Regions from separate parts of the Triticum aestivum genome. Here region 1 is linked to region 2. Evidence: chromatin contacts called from public Hi-C data. All regions are on one chromosome and are shown on one strand. Each heading gives the region's core, a stretch centred on a gene start, on an enhancer-like site or on the middle of the called end of the contact. The rest is flanking DNA. Distances are from core to core; before and after follow the strand shown.

Evidence for each region. Hi-C and Micro-C count contacts between places; a contact is called where the count stands out from the background.
Region 1: a contact with region 2 is called in a Hi-C map of leaf, with 3 times the contacts expected there. The contact joins the promoter of LOC123045685 here to the promoter of LOC123045684 in region 2. A contact is called at or near these places in 2 of 5 Hi-C or Micro-C datasets (leaf and an unstated tissue).

What each region holds. Positions count from the first base shown.
Region 1 is chr2B:500,193,818-500,198,019 of IWGSC CS RefSeq v2.1, reverse strand. It overlaps LOC123045685 (protein FLOURY 1), which reads right to left and starts at 2,114. Exons shown (of 1, transcript XM_044468830.1): 1 at 394-2,114. The coding sequence starts at 1,588. The coding sequence ends at 713.
Region 2 is chr2B:499,820,181-499,824,868 of IWGSC CS RefSeq v2.1, reverse strand. LOC123045684 (probable inactive receptor kinase RLK902) reads left to right here and starts at 1,294. Exons shown (of 2, transcript XM_044468829.1): 1 at 1,294-2,778; 2 at 2,877-3,842. The coding sequence starts at 1,440. The coding sequence ends at 3,541.

The DNA of each region.
Region 1 (4,202 bases), core at 865-3,364, 370 kb before region 2:
TCGATAGCTGACTTTATAGTATCTTAATTATTACTTTTAGCGAATAGCTTAGCAACCAGTGAAGTAATACAGTGCCCTAGTATGCAAGACTGCCAATAGAAGCACGAATCAGACACAGAAAAACTAGCAAACCAAGATTTCACCGTCCAAGAACAATTAAACAGCAGTGCTGGCCAGCACAATAAAAATGGAAATAGCTGAACCCTCCCTGTTTTCAAGTTCAGCCTGATCATGAAGAAATCAAGCGAGAAAGCAAATGTGGCTTGTAAATCAACACAGTCAAAACTCGTAAACGCCTTTTGAGGTATTCCAAAGCTGGGACTTACTCGAAACTGGAAGATTTTTGCATTTAGAAATCCATTATCATGTCCAAAAGACTAGCACGCACATCTATTGAGTTCACAATAATAAGACTTAAAAGGGTCCCGCAGATAGCATTGAGCATTTGTGCAGTTGAAGCATCTAGTACGATTATTAATCACATCTTAGGAGCTTGCAAAGGATGGTATATTTACAGGTGGATATTACATATATCTCTGCAGAGTTTTGCCTGCTTGAGTAATCTCACAGCAGCACCAGCTATCAAAATTTGGGCATTGGGAGGCCCTATATGGCTGCTGAATGCCATACAAAATGAAGAACCTGAACTGTCAAGAACTTCCCCAGCTTCAGGCCAACGTTTCTGCTCCATTGAGCTACCAGGAAGAAGGATCTACAACCGCTTGTCTCGGTCGTCCTCGCTTGTGTCTGACACGGCTCGCTCGGATGAGAACTCTGGCTCCCCGGATTGCATGCCAAACTTATTGATCATCCACTGAAGAGAATCAATCACCTGCCTGTCGTACATCTGCTTCTGCTGCACCATCTCCCGGAACTGCTTGGCCTCGCGCTCCACCAGTGCCTTCTCGTTTCGCAGGCACGCGATCTTGGCCATGGCCTCGTCAGCCGCAGAGGCCGCCGCGCGCCTCTCCTTCTCCAGCTCCTCTAGCGCCGCCTCCTTCAGCCTCCTCTCCCGCACGAGCCGCCGCCTGAGCCGCTCCACGCTGCCCTCCTCCGCGCCGTTCACCTCGCTCGCGATGTCCTCGTCCTCCGTGTTGGCCTCCTGCTCCAGCTCAGAAGCCAGCGACCTCGAAACAGGCTTGTCAGAGCAGCTGCCAGACCGGGCGCGCTCCACGGTGTGGCCCGAGCTGCCGTTCTTCAGAGCCCGCGCCTTCGTCCCACTCCCACACATGGTGCAGACGACGCCTCTGACGCGCACCGCTTGCACGGTGGCGCCCGCGCTCCCCACGAGCCCCTCCACCGCGTCGCAGCGCTTGCCGAGGCGCCAGACCATGGCGGCCAGGTAGAACAGGGACATTACGACGAGCACGTGGTGCGCGCCCACGGAGCGGGAGAGGGCGGCCCAGTGCGCGGCGGAGGCCCACTCGCGGCCGACCTCAGACTCGGAAGCGTGCAGCATCGCGAAGACCCCGAGCGCGGAGCCGACGAGGAAGTAGGCGGCGCCGGCGCCGGGCATGGAGGCGAAAGGGACGCCGGCGAGCGGCTTCAGTAGACCACCGGCACTGGAGATGCGGTTCCAGCCGCCCATGACGACGGAACTTTGACCAGTCCTGCTCCGATTCAGGCGAATAGAATTCTGATTGGGGAGATGGGATCGCTCGGGGCCAGGGCAAATCTTGGAGATCGATCGGCGCGGGGATTTGGGGGAGATGATGAAGAGTCTGGGGGATGGCCAGGAGCCGGGCAGTCCGCGCCGCGGCAGTAGGGTTCTGGTTCAGTAGAGGAAGGGAGATTTCTTCGGATAAGTCGTGGGCGGTATCGCTGCCCTGTGGGTCTCATGATTTGTGTGGGTCCACATTGTCGGTTCGTGGGTTGCGGGACGCGTGGGGGCCGCCGAAAATGAAGGGACATGGGTAGTCGTAGTCGGTACCACTTTGAGGGTTCTTTACTCAAGACGCTGACCCATTCGATGACAGGTGGGCTACCAAATACACGGGTCCCACGCGTCCGTAACATGTTTTTTTGGGACTGTGACCTGGTTTAGGTGTACTAGTTCCGGGAATGTTTTAGACGAGTTCGAGTTCGGGGGTGTGTTTTGAACGAGCGGATATGTGGATGGGAGCATGGGGTTATTTATAAAACAAAATCATGGAATTTTGTTTATATGATTATATCCTCCGTTCCATAATGTTAACAAAGTCTTACATTATGGGACGGACTAAGTAGTAGTTTAAACCTGTGAATCTCAAAATCAAGAATCAATATAGACCCAAATAGCTGGGACTCATAGCTACTGTGCCTAGTGGTGACGCCGGGGCATTCAATAAAATATCAAATAATTGTTGATCGGTTGGTATACTATTGCTAATTGTATGTTGCTATTGCATTGCACAAATGAATACCAATGAATACCAAGGAGAAAATTCTTGGCTCGACCAACTGAATGTGCCTGCTATGGTAGAGCGAATGTATTGTTGTTTTCTAGAATCATCCACGTATTTGAAAGGTTCATATGGTATATGGCTTGCTGTTAGCATCAACTCTTCGCGAGTGGTCATTGTTGGGTTTCGTAGTAATTTCAAAAATTTTCCTACGCACATGCAAGATCATGTGATGCATAGCAACGAGGGGAGAGTGTGGTCTACGTACCCAACGCAGACCGACTGCGGAAGCGATGACACGACGTAGAGGAAGTAGTCGTACGTCTTCACGATCCAACCGATCAAGCACCGAAACTACGGCACCTCCGAGTTCGAGCACACGTTCAGCTCGATGACGATCCCCGGACTCCGATCCAGCAAAGTGTCGGGGATGAGTTCCGTCAGCACGACGGCGTGGTGACGATCTTGATGTTCTACCGTCGCAGGGCTTCGCCTAAGCACTGCAACAATATGACCGAGGTGGAATATGGTGGAGGGGGGCACCGCACACGGCTAAGGAACGATCACGGGGATCAACTTGTGTGTCTATGGGGTGCCCCCTGCCTCAGTATATAAAGGATGGAGGAGGAGGAGGCCGGCCAAGGCTATTGGTGCGGCCAGGATGGGAGTCCTACTAGGACTCCAAGTCCTAGTAGGAGTCCATCAAGAGGGGAGGAAGGGAGAAGGAATAGGAGGAGAAGGAAAGGTGGCCGGCCCCCTTTTCCCTAGTCCAAATCGGACCAAAGGGGAGGGGGGGCGCAGCAGCCTTTTTCCTCTTCCCACTAAAGCCCATCAAGGCCCATTACTTCTCCCGTATTCCCGTAACTCCCCGGTACTCCCGAAAATACCCGAATCACTCGGAACCTTTCCGAACTCCGAATATAGTCGTCCAATATATCGATCTTTACGTCTCGACCATTTCGAGACTCCTCGTCATGTCCCCGATCTCATCCGGGACTCCGAACTCCTTCGGTACATCAAAACTCATAAACTCATAATATAACTGTCATCGAAACCTTAAGCGTGCGGACCCTACGGGTTCGAGAACAATGTAGACATGACCGAGACACGTCTCCGGTCAATAACCAATAGCGGGACCTGGATGCCCATATTGGCTCCTACATATTCTACGAAGATCTTTATCGGTCAGACCGCATAACGACATACGTTGTTCCCTTTGTCATCGGTATGTTACTTGCCCGAGATTCGATCGTCGGTATCCAATACCTAGTTCAATCTCGTTACCGGCAAGTTTCTTTACTCGTTCTGTAATACATCATCTCACAACTAACATATTAGTTGCAGTGCTTGCAAGGCTTATGTGATGTGCATTACCGAGAGGGCCCAGAGATACCTCTCCGACAATCGGAGTGACAAATCCTAATCTCGAAATACGCCAACCCAACATCTACCTTTGGAGACACCTGTAATGCTCCTTTATAATCACCCAGTTACGTTGTGACGTTTGGTAGCACCCAAAGTGTTCCTCCGGCAAACGGGAGTTGCATAATCTCATAGTCATAGGAACATGTATAAGTCATGAAGAAAGCAATAGCAACATACTAAACGATCAGGTGCTAAGCTAATGGAATGGGTCATGTCAATCAGATCATTCAACTAATGATGTGACCTCGTTAATCAAATAACAACTCTTTGTCTATGGTTAGGAAACATAACCATCTTTGATTAACGAGCTAGTCAAGTAGAGGCATACTAGTGACACTCTGTTTGTCTATGTATTCACACATGTATTATGTTTCCGGTTAATACAATTCTAGCATG
Region 2 (4,688 bases), core at 45-2,544:
CAACGTGCGCCAAATAAAGATTTTAACTTTTGTCGAACAAGATAATTTCGAAATGTTAGATCAAATAGGATTAACATCAATTTGTCTCGAACCATTAGTATGTCGAAGTTTACTCCCTTGTTGGTAGTCTCATTCCATAAAATAAGCTGATTGACAGTGAACTTTTTTTTGTAGCTCAACACTATAAAATCTGACATATCATGCAAAGAAAGAGAAATCTCAAGGGCCCGCTGAGCATTAATTGGCCATAACATTTGTTTCATCAGGTCTTCATCCCATTAACTAGTGACTGGAAGCAATAAGATCAAAGAACCTTGATAGAGGTGTCCCCCTCTTGGAGTAATAATGTTCCTATTCTCGCAATTTGGGATTCATTCATCTTCCCAAATAGCAATATTTGGTCCATTGTCCACTCGCCAGATATAACCATGCTTTAACGAATTAACTCTCGTCATAATACTTTGCCAAGTAATAGAGGAGCCCTTTTTAAAAGTTTGCATTTCAACAGATCACCATCGAGAAAATACTTGGCTCTTAAATTTTGCATCCCATCGCTTGCAAAATCTGTCGATAAACGAAGGACGCGATGTGACTGGCTCTGACCACCATTCGTTCTCGGCTATTCCTAATTGTTTTGGCCGTTTGGCCAATTCAATTCTGCACTTGCGAAGGAAATGCGCGTTCCTAGCTCAGCATTGCCGAGAAGTTACTCGCTCAACGGACGGTAACTGACAGACGATCCTCACACACTCGCTCAAATTTTTCCTGCACCTGACGCCATCATGACATTTACAGGCCACCACACAACGCTCATAAACCTCTCGACAGTTACGGTTCCGGCCTTCAGGGACCGGTTTACTTCGTCGCGCACGGCTGCACGACGCCGTCCACGTCCACGTCCACAGCTCCACGCATCATCAACTGAACCAGTCCACGAAGCGAACTGCACTGGGGATATGTCTGCTGACAGCAGGAAAATGGCCAGGGATTCGTGTTTATCACATTGGCCTACAAAGCAGTGGATCTCGATATCAGCAGCTAGCAACAACTGACCAAAATTCAAACGAGCAACTGTTTCGCTGATCGTTTTCGCGCACTGTTGAGTTGAGTTGTGCTCCAGATCATCGTCTCGTACCGTCAGCGTCAACTGGACCAGGAGTAGGATCAATGGCAGCGGGCAGGCGTGCAAACCTCAGCCGTCCAACGTTTCATCGGACGGTCGAGAACAGTCAGACCAAGAATGTGGTTGCGGATTTGCGACATCGTTTTGTGGAAGCGAGTCCGCCCGCCCTCCTCAAGTCTTCTTCCCCTTGTCGCTAAACGAGCCATTTGTGAAGCTTCTTTCCTATATTCCACTTTCTTGTTTCGTCCCTCCCCACCTCTCCTCTTCCAACCCTCTCACATGGTGTGATCGGCCCAGGGAAGGGACCACCGCAGCCATGCCTCCGCCGGTAGCCGCCGCGCTGTCGTTGCTCCTGGCCGTGGCCTTCGGCGCGGCGCGCGGCGCCGAGGACCTGGCGTCCGACACCGCGGCGCTGCAGGCCTTCATCGCGCCGTTCGGGTCGGCGTCCGTGTCCTGGAACGCGTCCCGGCAGACGTGCTCTTGGACCGGCGTCGTCTGCTCCGGCGGCCGAGTCACGGGGCTCCACCTGCCCGGGGACGGCCTCCGCGGCTCCGTCCCCGTCGGCGCGCTCGGCGGCCTCACCAGGCTCACCGTGCTGTCTCTGCGCTTCAACGCGCTCTCCGGCCCGCTGCCGGCCGACCTGGCCTCCTGCGTCAAGCTGCGGGTCATCAACCTGCAGTCCAACCACTTCTCCGGTGAGCTCCCGGCCGCGATTCTCTCCCTCCCGGCGTTGACGCAGCTAAATCTCGCTGAAAACCGGCTCTCCGGGAGAATACCGCCCGCCATTGCCAAGAGCGGGAAGCTGCAGCTGCTCTTCTTGGAGGGCAACCTCTTCACCAAAGAGCTGCCGAACGTCGACATGCCATCCCTCTTGTCTTTTAACGTCTCCTTCAACGACCTCACCGGCGAGGTTCCGAAAGGCTTCGGCGGCATGCCCGCCACATCTTTCCTCGGCACGACACTGTGTGGCAAGCCCCTCCCACCGTGTCGAACACCATCTACCCAACCACCGTCCCAGCCTCCCACGGTTGCCCCCGAAGCCGTGGTCGCGGGAAACGGCCGTGGCCGGCGACACCTCGCCGGCGGTGCCATCGCGGGCATTGTGATCGGCTGCGCTTTGGGCTTCCTGCTTATCGCCGCTGTTCTGGTCATTGCCTGTGGCGCCCTGCGCCGCAAGCCAAAAAGAACCTACCGCAGCCAGGACGCCGTCGCGGCGGAGCTGGCCCTGCACAGCAAAGAGGCAATGAGCCCGAATAGCTACACTCCTCGGGTCTCCGACGCGCGGCCGCCTCCGCCCGCTTCAATGCCGCCTCCGGTCGCCCCCGTCTCCGTGGGGCGGAAGAAGCTTTTCTTCTTCGGGAGGGTGCCGAGGCCGTACGATCTGGAGGACCTGCTCCGCGCGTCCGCCGAGGTTCTTGGCAAGGGCACGTACGGTACCACGTACAAGGCCGCGCTGGAGACGGCGCCCGCGGTGGCGGTGAAGCGTCTCAAGGAGACGTCGCTGCCGGAGCGCGAGTTCCGGGACAAGATCGCGGCGATCGGTGGGCTGGACCATCCTAACGTCGTGCCCCTGCAGGCCTACTACTTCAGCAAGGACGAGCGGCTCATGGTGTACGAGTTCGTCGCCACGGGGAGCCTCTCCTCGATGCTTCACGGTACGTACGCTCAGTGTTCATGTCCGGTTCTCTCTGTTTTCTGGTTCGAAACCCTGCTCCGAATCGGATCAAAATTTCTGAACTGGTGAGAATTTCAGGCAACCGTGGCGCCGGGCGATCGCCGCTGAGCTGGGAGTCGAGGAGGCGGATCGCGCTGGCCTCGGCGCGCGGCCTGGAGTACATCCACGCGACGGGCTCCAAGGTGGCGCACGGCAACATCAAGTCGTCCAACATACTCCTCGGCCGGTCGGTGGACGCGCGTGTGGCCGACCACGGCCTGGCGAGCCTCGTCGGCCCCGCCGGCGCGCCGTCGATGCGCGTGGCGGGCTACCGCGCCCCCGAGGTGGTCGCCGACCCGCGGCGGCTCTCGCAGAAGGCCGACGTGTACAGCTTCGGGGTGCTACTCCTGGAGATGCTGACGGGGAAGGCGCCGACGAACGCCGTGCTGCACGACGAGGGCGTGGACCTCCCGCGGTGGGCGCGGTCCGTTGTGCGCGAGGAGTGGACGTCCGAGGTGTTCGACACGGAGCTGCTGAGGCACCCGGGCGCGGAGGAGGAGATGGTGGAGATGCTGCGGCTGGCCATGGACTGCACCGTGCCGGTGCCCGACCAGCGACCGGCGATGCCGGAGATCGTCGTCCGCATCCAGGAGCTCGCCGACCCGGGGTCGGCGTCGTCGATGCCACGGCCTGGTCGGAGCATCTCGGTCGATGAGGCCGACGATCGGCCGCTCAAGCCGGCCGGGTCGATCCGAGAGAGCTGAGGCTCGATCGCCTCGGTTCGTGTCACCCAGCATGGCGACCGTTCGGTAATTTACGGAAGAAGATTCTGAAGAAAAGAGAATCTTGTCTTCTTGCGTGTGTCTTTAGGGCATTACTTATTTACCACCGTGTGCTTTCTACTTTTTTTTTGAAGTTTCATGAATTTCTTGATTCTTCTTCCTTGTTACGAATTCTTTGGATTAGCTGCGTGTGTTGAGGGATGCTGGCGATAGGAGAGGCACTACTGGTTCGGACAGACAGAGTATGTAATTACATCATCATGGGGTTGATTTTGTTGCGATCGTGCGCGCGTCACCTAATTAACAATCATTTACCCGAAGAAAACAGCTGCCTTTGTGCTACTAGTACTATAGTACTTCCCCTGCATGGAAACGGTAAAGAGAAAGTGTTCTGAATTTGCCATGAAATGGAGTGGAATCACGAGCATGATCTTCGGGCAGTAACACGCATTGGCCACTGTAAATGTCATGTCAAGTGTCACGTCAGTTTGTTACGCCTTGGTACGACTTTTCCACGACGCAAAAAGAAGAAGAGTTTTCTGTGAAAGCAACGGGAACATGGACGTGTGTTGGCGGCACATCGGGCTGTCCCCGGCCAAGATCCTGGTTGCAGCTGCAGCTGCTGCTGTTGCTGCCCCCAAATCCCAGCGAATCATGAAGAAGGCGTCAATGCGTGCGCGCCTGTTTACTTAGGCAGGCGTACTTGCCGAGCATAACTCTCCGACGATGGAACAAAAACAAAAGGAAGAAGAGCAAGATGGTTGCAGTTGGACACACAGCGGCAGATCGGAGATCATGCACTGCACCCACTGTCTGTCATTAGTTGGCAAGCTTTTATAAAGAAGGAAGGAGGTTCGGCCGATGGATCGAGCCGGAGCAACAATCAATGTGCCTATATCCAAGGAAATCGATCCACAACAATAATGGTCGATGTGAGTGAATGAATAATTGGTCCTGTGTTTGCAACAGCTCGTCCGGTCCGTCCACGGGCACGACCATCCAATCCACCCCCCGTGCATTTGCACTACACCTTTCGGTACAGGCGTACAGCTGATCTTTACTAGTACCGCTTTCCATGGACACTTTCTTCAGTAAATTTTTTTTTCAGAAAGGAGAATTAGCATGAAAC